Regions from separate parts of the Pan troglodytes genome. Here region 1 is linked to region 2. Evidence: chromatin contacts called from public Hi-C data. All regions are on one chromosome and are shown on one strand. Each heading gives the region's core, a stretch centred on a gene start, on an enhancer-like site or on the middle of the called end of the contact. The rest is flanking DNA. Distances are from core to core; before and after follow the strand shown.

Evidence for each region. A called contact is a pair of places that touch in the nucleus more often than the background predicts.
Region 1: a contact with region 2 is called in a Hi-C map of stem cell-derived neural progenitor cells, with 5 times the contacts expected there. The contact joins two enhancer-like sites. A contact is called at or near these places in 1 of 7 Hi-C or Micro-C datasets (stem cell-derived neural progenitor cells), 1 of 1 datasets of contacts at active chromatin or transcription factors (stem cell-derived excitatory neurons) and 1 of 1 other capture datasets (stem cell-derived neural stem cells).

What each region holds. Positions count from the first base shown.
Region 1 is chr15:87,433,378-87,439,740 of NHGRI_mPanTro3-v2.0_pri, forward strand. The region is part of intron 2 of FOXN3 (forkhead box N3); the gene reads right to left. Among named protein-coding and RNA genes, the nearest start is that of FOXN3, 190 kb to the right of the region's middle. Within about 2 kb of position 3,089, at least 14 of the 24 cell types and tissues checked have an H3K27ac peak or open chromatin away from gene starts, as enhancers often do. A contact at or near this core is called in stem cell-derived neural progenitor cells and stem cell-derived neural stem cells, where this site is marked.
Region 2 is chr15:87,915,618-87,921,485 of NHGRI_mPanTro3-v2.0_pri, forward strand. The region is part of intron 5 of EFCAB11 (EF-hand calcium binding domain 11); the gene reads right to left. Among named protein-coding and RNA genes, the nearest start is that of EFCAB11, 41 kb to the right of the region's middle. Within about 2 kb of position 4,229, at least 13 of the 24 cell types and tissues checked have an H3K27ac peak or open chromatin away from gene starts, as enhancers often do. A contact at or near this core is called in stem cell-derived neural progenitor cells and stem cell-derived neural stem cells, where this site is marked.

The sequences.
Region 1 (6,363 bases), core at 1,839-4,338, 480 kb before region 2:
ATTTAAGAAGCTTTTTGAATATATATTGTTGTTCGTTCACAATGAACTGTGCCAGAATGACGCTTATCTAATACACATTTTATCCATAAGGCATACCACAGCCTTCCTGCACTTAGAAACACTAGATAGCACTTCAGCAGTGCTTGGGCTCTGTTTCAAACAGCAAAATGAACAAAAATGCAAAAAATGTGGTACTAAACAGACCACAAAAAGGACACTTGGAAAGCCGAAACAAGCGGGCAGAACATCACTTTGTTCACCCTCAGCTGGGAACGTGCACACTGAATGACTCATTTGTACGCGTCCATGAGTGACCACAAAAGCACCAGGAGTACTGATTTTTTTTTTTTTTTTCTTTTTTGAGACAGGGTCTTGCTCTTGTCACCCAGGCTGGAGCGCAGTGGCATGACCTCAGCTCATTGCAATCTCTGCCTCCCAGGTTCAAGTGATTCTCCCTGCCTTAGCCTCCTGAGTAGCTGGGATTACAGGCGCCCACCATCACGCCCAGCTAATTTTTTGTATTTTTAGTAGAGACAGGGTTTCACCATGTTGGCCAGGCTGGTCTAGAACTCCTGACCTCAGGTGACCCACCCGCCTCGGCCTCCCAAAGTGCTGGGAAGGCGTGAGCCACCATGCCCGGGCAGGAGTACTGATTTTGAGATTACAGGTAAATTTTAGCAAGAGGGTGAATTCGCAAATACAAAAACTACCAATGATGAGGACTGACTGCATTTAACAAACACCGAAATAGCACTTAACTGGATGCCAGACAGTGTTCTAAAGCTCTGAAAATATTCACTCATTTCAGCCTCACATTAATCATGTGAAGTAGGTACTATTATTATCCCCATTTTATCAACAGAGATTCTGAGGCACAGAGAAGTTTGGCCACTTGCTCATAACACACAGCTGGTAAATGATGGGGCTGGGAATTGAACCCACACAGTGAGTTTGGGAAAGCTTCAGAACATCTGGCTTCTTAGAGAACCTCTCAGGGGCCTAGGACATGAAGGACAGGACCAGTGGGGCACAAGGGAGAAAAAATTGTGACCAAGAAATAGAAGAGGAGGGCCGGGCGCAGTGGCTCATGCCTGTAATCCCAGCACTTTGAGAAACCGAGGCGGGTGGATCACTTGAGGTCAGGAGTTCAAGACCAGCCTGGCCAACATGGTGAAACCCTGTTACTAAAAATACAAAAATTAGCCAGGCGCAGTGGTGGGTTCCTGTACTCTCAGTTACTTGGGAGGCTGAGGCAGGAGAAATGCTTGAACCAGGGAGGTGGAGGTTGCAGTGAGCTGATATCGTGCCACTGCACTCCAGCCTGGTCGACAGAGTGAGCCTCTGTCTCAAAAAAAAAAAAGAAAAAGAAAAAGAAGAAAAAAAACACAAGAGGAGGAAGGAAAAGGGGACTTTTTTTTTTTTTTTTTTTTGAGATGGAGTCTTGCTCTGTTGCCCAGACTAGAGTGCAGTGGTGCGATCTTGGCTCACTGCAACCTCCGCCTCCTGGGTTCAAGCGATTCTCCTGCCTCAGCATCCCAAGTATGTGGGATTACAGGCCTCCACCACTGCGCCCGGCTAATTTTTTTTTTTTTTTTTTTTTTTTGTATTCTTAGTAGAGATGGGGTTTCACCATCTTGGCCAGGCTGGTCTCCAGCTCCTAGACCTCGTGATCCACCTGCCTCGGCCTTCCAAAGTGCTGGGATTACAGGAGTGAGCCACCGTGCCCGGCCAGGACTTTTTAACTGAATGAAAAGGCACTACTTGCAAAAACTCAAAGTTCAACTTCTATGTCATAATCAACAAAGTATGGTGTATCTTTGTAATAAAAAAATAAATCAACTAGATACTGAACGTCACCAACAGAGTGTAAGTGCCTTGAGGGGCAAGGGACTCTGTTTTCTCTTCTGCTCATAGCACATGGCACAGTGGTAATAAAAAATATTGATCACTTAACAGGAAAAAAAAAAGTCTCCTTTTTATCCCTCTCTCAAGCTGGCACCTATTAACTCTACAGATCAGTCAGAGAAAAGTAGCCTCATCAACATTTTCCTCCTCCAAAGTTTTTAAGAGATTTTATTGTTTTCCTCTCTTTAGTGAGTACACCAAGTACCATAGTCTCGTGGGTTTCGGTGGCTAAGTCTGCCAAAGTCTTATCCACGCCAAGAAATAACTTCTCTCGTTTTACTTTTTCAGAGGGGTGTGAAAGAAAACAATTGATTCTTCTCTCTACGATAGTCTTTTTAAAACAAAGTAAGAGCTCCGAATTTGATGAACTCCCTGAGAAACAGAATATAGATTAAATGATTACTAACATATTTCCCTGCAGCACAAAGTTCTTTTTTGGAGATTAGCAATTTATTCCACTTATTACAACAGCCAAACCTGAAGTCTCTTTTCATTGGCTAGTCAAGTTCACCAACCCTTTCTGTTTTGAAATCCTCACTCCTTCCCAAAATAGTGTATCTTGTGCCTTTAATATTGAGGTTGAGGTGCAGGCAAAAGGTGTCCAGAAATTGTGAGACGTGACTGCATGTGAGTACTCAATCTTAAAAGGGTCGGGGCTGGAAAGGAAGCAGGCAGGTGAATTGCTAGCTCTTTCTGTGGGTATGTTCAACAGCACCTCACTTCTCTGCACTCAAAGACGTGATTCTGACTGGTTTCAAAGATTTGGCCCCCAAACAACCAGGCGTCCTTTTTAAGTTGGCATTGCTTCCAGAGAGGAATCCTGAACATGTTTCCTCTATGCCTCACACAGCGCCAGGCCAGCTGTCTAACAATATGGGTCCCGGAAGGGGGTGCTGCCCACGTTGGTGACGGCAGCCATGAGTGCCTGTTGCTCGCAGCAGACGTCAGAGAGACCTCAGCGCAGGGGTCCAAGCACCTGGCCAAGGCACCCTGCGCAGGCCTCCACGCCCCACGAGTGCCTGCAGAGGCTACCTGAGGACCAAGGTGGGCATGCCACGGTGTCCGGGACTTCTGGATGGAGGCCAGTCCCAGGGAGTGAATGGCAGAGCTCTCCGGAGGCTGCCCAGGCCAGGTTCAATGGGAGGGATGAACTTCATGACATCCGTTCCAAAGAAATCCCACCTGCTACTGGCATGCCTAGGCTTGTCTTCCCCACATACCAGCCTCCCAGGCATGTCTCCAAGGGCTCAGTGAGGAGGCAGCTGCAACAGTTCGCTTTCTCTTAATGATTTGGAGTTGGGAGGCACAGAGATGGGGAAGAGGTAATGACCATTCCCAGTGATCCTGGACCTCCGTGTTGGCTGCGACCTTGAAAAGTCATGCTGTCAACCCCTTTGTAGAAACAATGCAGTTTTCTTTGTCCGTGGAAATCTGGCCTCGCAGATTTATTTGCTGTAGCAAGTTTCTTTACCCTCATCACACTGATATTCAGAATTGAAACAGTTCAAACCTACCCTGAAACATCCTTCTCCCTCCAAATTCCAGTGACATCCTCGGTCTAAAACGCCTGGCACCGTGTGGGAGCCTGGCTCCGCTGCCTCTCAACGCACCGGCTTGCTTTTTGCTTTTGAGTAGCTTGAATATCAAACCAAGCACAAAGGGAATCATACCCAGGAATTGCTGGAAAAAGCTCATTTCATCCACCTCATTCCCCCATTCTCTCTGGCAGACACAACTGATTTTTTTTTTTTTAAGCCTGAAAAACTTCTCATTTAAACTTGGGGTGCAAAAGGCATGTGAAGTGGGAGAGTTGCTGCCTGGACCAGCGAAGGGTTAGCCAGGGAAGGATTCAATGAAATACAAAAGCCAACACAGACCTGAAGGGGAACAGGCGGCCCCAGCAACAACTGCCAAACTGTCATTTTGCTCCGCGGCTGAACAGAAGGCTCGAGTAATGACAACCACAAAACTCATTTAAAGTCTGAAAAGGTGACTAATGAGCTCATTCATGCTGGCTATAAATTATTCACTACAACACTGATCCCACTCAAGACAAACAGTAAAGTAAACTTTAAACACAGACATCGCTGGCCTTCCAAAGTGGAACAAGTTATGCCTGTAAAAGTTTTCACAATGAGAGAGATACTTGTCTCCCCCTTGTCTATTGTCACATTCGTTCTTCTGTTTACTTTTTTTTACTGCCTTTAATCAAGTTTAAGCAGACACAGCTGTTACACATTTATTTCTCTGAGTTTTTTTCCATTAGTTATTACAAGCAATCATGATGCTCTAAAAATAGCAGCAAATTATATTCTGTAGAAATTGAAGGCTGACCTTAAAATGAAGCCCAGGTCTTCAGAAAGAATATTCATATGCACATGTTGGATAAATGACAACAATGCACAAAGGCAAAATAAAAGTACAAAGCTTTTTCCACTCTTTGAGAGGTTTTTGATTTCCTTCCAAATTTCCTTTGGTTCTGGTGGAAACAGGTTGCTTCAAAACCTTACCATACAGAACCTGCTTCCAGTGGTCATGATTCCAGTTTGAAGGATTTTCCTTCAAACTTCCAATCTTAAGCCAATCAAAGAAGAAATGTTTCATTTAGGCTTTTTCAGCACAGATAAACACAGCAGCAGGTTGCTGAAAACCCACCACATTGCTGCAGACTACTTTCGGTTTCCTGTTTAATATTAAATAAAGAATTTTAGCTCTTCTGTTTTTATAAACTGTGCTATTTGCTACTACTGTAGCTACTAAAAGCATTATGACTGGGTGGATAAGTAGTCCTATGATTTTCAAGCCTTCTTTTTTCTTTAATCTTAGTATCTATTTTGAAGACAACGTGAGAGTTAAGAGTTTCAAATCTGTTTAATTGATTTTTTTATTTTTAAAAGGCCCAAATAAGTACTTCCATTAGCTCTTAGATCTCTGAACATTATGTATTTTTAAACCACTTTGAATACTTTGAAAAGGGCCACAGAAAACACTCATATTCAAATACCACCAGATGGAGGTTCTGCCTAACCAAAAGTAAAAGCAGAAAAGTTTAAAGCTGAATTGTGCCCTGCACACACCTTGAGATTGTAGGGGTGAAATGAATGGTCTTGGGCCGGGGATCTTGCGAAAGGCATGATAAATGATGCGTTGCAGGCAAATTAAGACCCAGCCTCTAACTTGAACCTCAGACTGTGCCAAACTCCATCTCCATTTAAGGAAAATGGTTTTCTCAGTTTCTTGCACATGACCTAAAGGCTTGTCCAGTCATTTCCGTTGTCTGAAATGCAAAGCAATCTTTCTTTTTTAAGTAGAGAAAGAAGAGTCCTGAAATATTTATAGGAAAGTGCTTCACTACCTACTGACAGCAATGTGGTTGGTCTCCACGTGTTTAGCACGGTTTTTTTTGTTTGTTTGTTTGTTTCTTTGAGACAGAGTCTCACTCTCTCTCCCAGACTGGATGGAGTGCAGTGTTGTGATTTCAGCTCACTGCAACTTCTTCAGCTTCACTTGAACCAGGTTCAAGTGATTCTCCTGCCTTAGCCTCCCAAGTAGCTGGGATGACAGGCGCCCACCACCACACCCGGCTAATTTTTGTATTTTTGGTAGAGACAGGGTTTCACCATGTTGGCCAGGCCGGTCTTGAACTCCTGACCTCAGGTGATCCACTCGCCTCGGCCTCCCAAAGTGCTGGGATTACAGGCATGGGCCACTGCGCCTGGCCAGCATGTTTTTTATCCATGTTTCTGTAGCTAGTCAAAAGCCATTCTTTTGACTCTCTGTGCAAGAGTTCTTGCAGCTGTTTGTTTTTGTTTTTTTATTTTGTTTCGATACGTTTTATTTTTTTAGAGCAGTTTAAGGTTCACAGCAAACTTGAGTGGGAGGTACAGAGATTTCTCATTATCCACTGCCCCAACACAAGCATAGTGCTGTCGTTGTTGTTTTGAGAAAGAATTTCACTCTTGTTGCCCAGGCTGGAGTGCAATGGCACAATCTTGGCTCACTGCAACCTCCACCTCCTGGGTTCAAGCAATTCTCCTGCCTCAGCCTCCCGAATAGCTTGGATTACAGGCGCCCGCCACCGCGTCCAGCTAATTTTTGTATTTTTAGTACAGACGGGGTTTCACCATGTTGGTCAGGCTGGTCTCAAACTCCTGACCTCAGGTGATCCGCCTGCCTCGGCCTCCCAAAGTGCTGGGATTACAGGCATGAGCCACCACGCCCGGCTGTGTTGTTGTTTTTTTATAATCAAACAATATGTGATGTAAAAACCCAATTCCAACCAAAGAAATAGGAAAATCATAAAGAACATCGCATTGCAGTCTCTGCTGCTCCACAACTCGCCACTAACTGGATCCCTGTCACCTCTCTGTGGAAGGGGATAAAGGAAATATTGGTTTGAAACTAAGCCAAATGTCCCATCTTTCCCTAGCAATGTGTCTTGCAGGCAGACTCCACCTC
Region 2 (5,868 bases), core at 2,979-5,478:
ACAAAAGGTTGAGATGAGCAGGTGGATTCTGAGAAATGTAGACTTCAATTATTTAAGTCATAAATGTTTCCTATTATGATGATGTTTAAACAGTTCATGACAGTAAAAAATACAGATGTTTTTGGCCATTAACAGAGTCACATTTTACAGTATTGCAGTATGAGGTTTTTGATATTTTTATCAAAAGATTGTATGACCAAATTGCCAGATATCAGGCATTTTATAAAAAGAATGTACAATTCAGCTAAAGTGTTTTCATATATCCCCAACCTTAGGGCTATGAAAAGGGTTATGGTCATAGATTATATAGCTCTATTTTTCACTATGAAAATTTATATGCTGTCTAGATCTTTATTCTATTGAAACTGAACTGGAAAGCCCCTTAAATAAAATGGTTCCTTCAAAATCTACAGACTGTAATAGATCTGATTGATAAAGAGATTCAAAATCCCTTTTTAAGGGTACACCTGTGGGGAGAGAGAAAAAGGAAAGGCAAAGATCCTCCTTTACATGGTGGCTGTATCTATTTGTGTTTCCAATGTGGAGTCAGACTGTCTGGTCCAAGCCAAATTCCAGGAGTTAATGGGATCTTAGCTAAGTCACTCAGCTGCTTTGTACCTGTTGCCTCGTCAGTAAAATGGGAACAATCACAGTAGCCACCTCATGGGGTCGTTGTGCGGATCAAATGAGTTAATGCAAGTAAAGCATTTAGAACAGGGCTTGGCACACAGTGAGCACTAGATATCAGCTAGCTATTTTTATCACTCCCTCACATCTATTTACTCACTGGAATAGCCCCCCAGCTGGGCAGGATGTGATACCACTGTCATCTCTCAATTATTCACAGTGAAGAGGAGGGGTGGACCTTTCAAGATTAATACCCATTTGTCTGTTGTCAAATATTCCTGAAGTCAAAAACCTTTTATGTTCTCCCATTTTCCCTAGGGTTAAGTCTAGACACCATAATAACAACATGAATAAGCAGTGAGAGCTAGTTATGGGCCAGGCACAGTGTTTGACAGGCATTCGCTCGCTTAATCCTCCAAACAACTCTGGTGTAGGTTCTCTTAATACCTGCAGTTTATAAATGAAGAAACTAAGGCACAGAGAAGTTAGGTAACTTGCCTTGGAAATCCAAACTCCAAAATGCTCCAAAATCCGAAACTTTCTGAGTACCAATATTACACCACGAGTGGAAAATTCCACACATAAGTATTTAAGACAAACTTCTTACGCACAAAACTATGAAAAATATTGTATAAAATTACCTTCAGGCTTTGTGTATAAGGTATATATGAAACTTAAATGAATTTTGTGTTTACACTTGGGTCCCATTCTTATGTTATCTCATTATGATATGCAAATATTCCAAAATCTGAAAAAATAAAAAAATCTGAAACGTTTCTGGTCCCAAGCGCTTTGGATAAGAGATACTCAACCTGTAGCTGGTTCTCCTCACCTTACCTCAATCCATCTTATCGAAGGTATTGTTCTATGTAGGTATACAATGGAGATCAGTTGTGAAGTATCTAGGATACTCAACTACAAGTGGGAAAAGAGAGGGATTCCCTCAGCGGCAGGTTTGTTCTAGACTGGCTGAGCGGGAAGAGCCAACGTGTGAATGGCAATGAATTTCAGGGGTCAAAGGAGATCACTGAACTCAGGCTAGATCTAAGCTGGCACCAAAATCCCAGGGGAGCCAAGATAGTAGGCAAAACAACAGACTCTCTGGGCAATGGTAAAGCCTGGATCCAGTTGGTGCTCCAGATGACACATTTAGTGTAGAGTAAGAGCCAGCCCAGAGCTAGGGAAAAGACACAGTCCTGGCCTTTAAGACAGGAAGCTAGAGAAAGGGAGCTGATGTTTGAGATGAGCCCTCATGCTAATCAGAAAAATGCATGCTGGACTGGACAAACACTGTGGAGTTAAAGAGAAGGCTGAGTTGGGAAAATGGTCCCTAGGAACAGCCCAAATAGAGGCTATTCTTGCCACATTTTAATCCATTCTCCACACTACACTAGGAGAGATCATGTAAGTCTGATCACATCGGCTGGGCATGATGACTCACGCCTGTAATCCCAGCACTTTGGGAGGCCAAGGTGGGCGGATCACCTGTGGTGAGGAGTTTGAGACCAGCCTGGCCAATGTGGCAAAACCTCGTCTCTACTAAAAATACGAAAAATTAGCTGGGCGTGGTGGCACGCACCTGTAATCACAGCTACTTGGGAGGCTGAGGCAGGGAGAATCGCTTGAAGCCAGGGGGCGGACGTTGCAGTGAGCTGAGATCGCGCCATTGCACTTCAGCCTGGGCGACAGGGCAAGACTCTGTCTCAAAAAACAAAACAAAACAAAAAATGTCTGATCACCTCACTTCCCTACATTTCGATGGCTTCCCGGTATCCTCAGGATAAAGTCTGAACTCTTACAAGACCCTCATCACCTGGCACTGCCTATCTCTCCAGTCTCATCACTCTGCATTCATCTCTCGTTCCACCCACCCACTGAAAAAAATAGGTGTATTTGATAGTAGGCTAACTATGCGTAACAACTCTGTTATTCATGCTCTCCCGCTGACCTCTGCAGATGCACTCTGTCTAGAATATGCCCTCTCTCCTTGCCTGGCTAAGGCGAAGTCAGGCAAATGGAGACCATCCTCCAGGTCTCACGCTGGCTATCACTTCTCTGATGTCAGCCTTGGTGCCCCCTCCCCAGTCTGCAGCAAGCGTTCTTCTTCTCCATAGTACTTTGTAGTCATCTTTCAGGATTAACCATCTTGGATTCTAACCACCTACATCCTCGACTAGACTCTAAGCTCCTAAAGGGCAGAGCAGTTTCTATCTTGTTCATTTTCATACAATCCCAGTATCTGCAATGCAGAAGATTCTAACAAATATGTGTTTCCAAAACAAAGAAAGATATAAGCCTGAGAATAAAAGAGCACAGGGAAAGATCTCTCTTACAGTGATTAGGGGACAAAGAGAAGGCAGGAGTGCATTTTGGCCACGTTAAGTGTGAGGTGAAGGCCACACATACAATCAGGGGTCTTGAGAGGATTTAAAATGTCTAGTGACCGGGTGCAGTGGCTCACGCCTGTAATCCCAGCACTTTGGGAGGCCGAGGCAGGCAGATCACTTAAGGCCAGGAGTTCGAGACCAGCCTGGCCAACATGGTGAAACCCTATCTCTACTAAAAATACAAAAATTTGCTGGGTGTGATGGCGGGCACCCGTAATCCTAGCTACTCGAGAGGTTGAGGCATGAGAATCACTCGAACCAGGAGGCGGAGACTGCAGTGAGCAGAGACTGTGTCACTGCACTCCAGCCTGGGCAACAGAGTGAGAATCTGTCTCAAATACATACATACATACATACATACATACATACATACATAAAAATGTCTAGAGAAGGTCTAAGTTTCGTCACTGAATGTTTACTTACCAAAAAATGGGTGTCTTAGGGTACTCATGTCACTTGGAGTGTTGCCAGCTTCACTCGGAAGACAGGAGAGTCGGACGGGTTTTTATATTGTGGGAAGAAGCAGGAAGAATGGCAGAGGAGGGAGAACAAAAAGATTCAGAAAAGTTAAGCTACTTCTATCTCTTTAGAATTAACATGAGCCTAATGATTGGAGGACAGGGTAAAAAAACAAAGAGCTAAATAAAGAGAACTAGAGACAATGTAGTATAATATTCGGATGTACAAAGTACAAACTATAAAGTCTATTTTGTTTTAATAATTAACAAAGGTGCACCTAGTACACACACTATGGATCAGGCTTGGGGAAAACAGACAAATGAATCCAAGACTACTCATTTTGTGAGAGCTTAAAGCAAACAACTTTTAGCAGTATTTTAAAGCAAGCTAGTAAAATAAATAGAAGTGAAGTCCAAGGGATTTAAACATGAAAATTTGGGGAAAAAAGAACTTCGCAAAGCAAAACAGACAAAATACAAGGCTAACCAAACAAAGGCTAAATCAAATAAATAGGCATTGCCGTGTGCCCTGGAGAACTGCCAAGGAGAGTGAATTTCAACAAAGAATGCTTCTGCCACCAGTTAGGAAAACTTCAATTCCAGAAAGGCTGAAGGAATGCTGCAGGCACTGCCGAGTGACAAGGGGGGTTTGGGGGTGGAGAGGCAGTAGGTCAGACGTTATTTCAGACTATGCAGACAAACACGAGAACCTTCCTCAAGACAAGTAAAGGCAGCCCACTCCCTCCCAACGTGCTCCGCACACAGCTCCTTGTAAGAAACAAATCCAGGTCAAAGATGAGAAATTTGCATCTTCAAGGACTGCCTGTAGCAGCCTTCTCTTCTCAATTTGCAGATAAAAAGACCCCTGTAAATACTTCTCAGCCACCATCCTAGTATCCACAGTCTTGAGATGAAACAAGTCCACGTAGCCCAAGCACAACAAAGCACCAGCAATCATTGTGTGAGCCTGGATGCTGGGAACAGAGTCCTGCGGCTTTGGGGCTAGAATTGCTGTAGATCAACCAAGTATTATTCTCTAGGTCAGAGCACAGTTCTCCATTCAGTTGTGGCCTGTAGTAGTCATGGCAATAGAAACCACCACTGCCACGGCAGCAGTCCCCACTGACAGAGCACGTGTCCTGTGCCAGGCACAGGGCTGAGCAATTTGCATGAATTATCCCTGTTAAGCCTCCTAACAACCTGTCATTATCTTAATTTTATAGCTGTTCCCTCTACAGATGGGGAAACTAAGGCAAGCTGAGATACTTTTCAAAGGTCTCACAGCTAATAAGCAATGCAGCAGGGATTTAGATCCAGAGAATTGTTCTAGAACACGCTTTCTTAGCCAACAGAATGGCCAGAAGTCCACAAAAGAAGGCAGTGGCTAATCAACAAGCATTTATTCATTGTTGGTATGCTATACACTATGAACTATGTGGGTTAAAACTGAGGTAAAATGGTTTCATTGAAAAAAGAAAAAACTAGAATTCCTTTTACTCCCACTTAAAAAAAAATATCCTGAACTTTATTGGCCTTTAAAGAGAAAAAGGATCTCTATTCTAACGTCTAGCATGTCTATCCAGCAAATATCTAGGTTGTTCAAACCGTTAAGGAGACTAACAAATCAAAACAGGAGTTGATGATACATAGCTCAGGGGCTTTTTTTTTCTTTTTTAGTTGGCATTACCCAGGCTGATTTAGATCTAAACACTGGGGGGCCCTCAGGATCTGAAGTTCCTTAAGGTTTCCTGGGCTTCCTGGGCTTAGTTAGCATTGTTTTTCCTTCAAATTTCTATACTGCTCTATTGAAATATCTGTACATTAATATATGCTTTTTTTACATGACCTATTTTTCCAGTGGGACTGAGGATGAAAATTACAAATGCATATTTAAAGCCATAGGAATATTTAAATTCTCCCTGTTTTTGTCATACGTTTTAGTACTTTCTATGCGCGACGAAAGATAAAAACTTGTGTGCATGATTAATTGTAATGATGAAAGAATGCTAGGCAGTTGCTTAAGAAACGGGAACAACAAAGGAATAAACTACTGCAGGCATCACCAGGACTGGAATGACACTGCTCTGTGTACTCGATTTCCATGGCAACTAGCAATGGGAAGATGAATGTTTCATAGTCACTCTGCTCTGCAGTACACGTCTATAAATCAAACTTGCATAAAGAGCACAAGATTTCTGCTGTGGGCTGTACTCAGAGCTGGTTTATTTTCCTGTTACTGTATAATTATGGAAAAGAAGCACAAAACAATGAGGTCATTTTTAGTGGGGAACAAACTCAGAAATTACTAATACACCTGCGGCATATGATGCCATTCATCTAGCAAGAAACGAGAAGCAGGCAAGGCAGGCGTGAATGAAAACGCTGCCTGCTTCTGT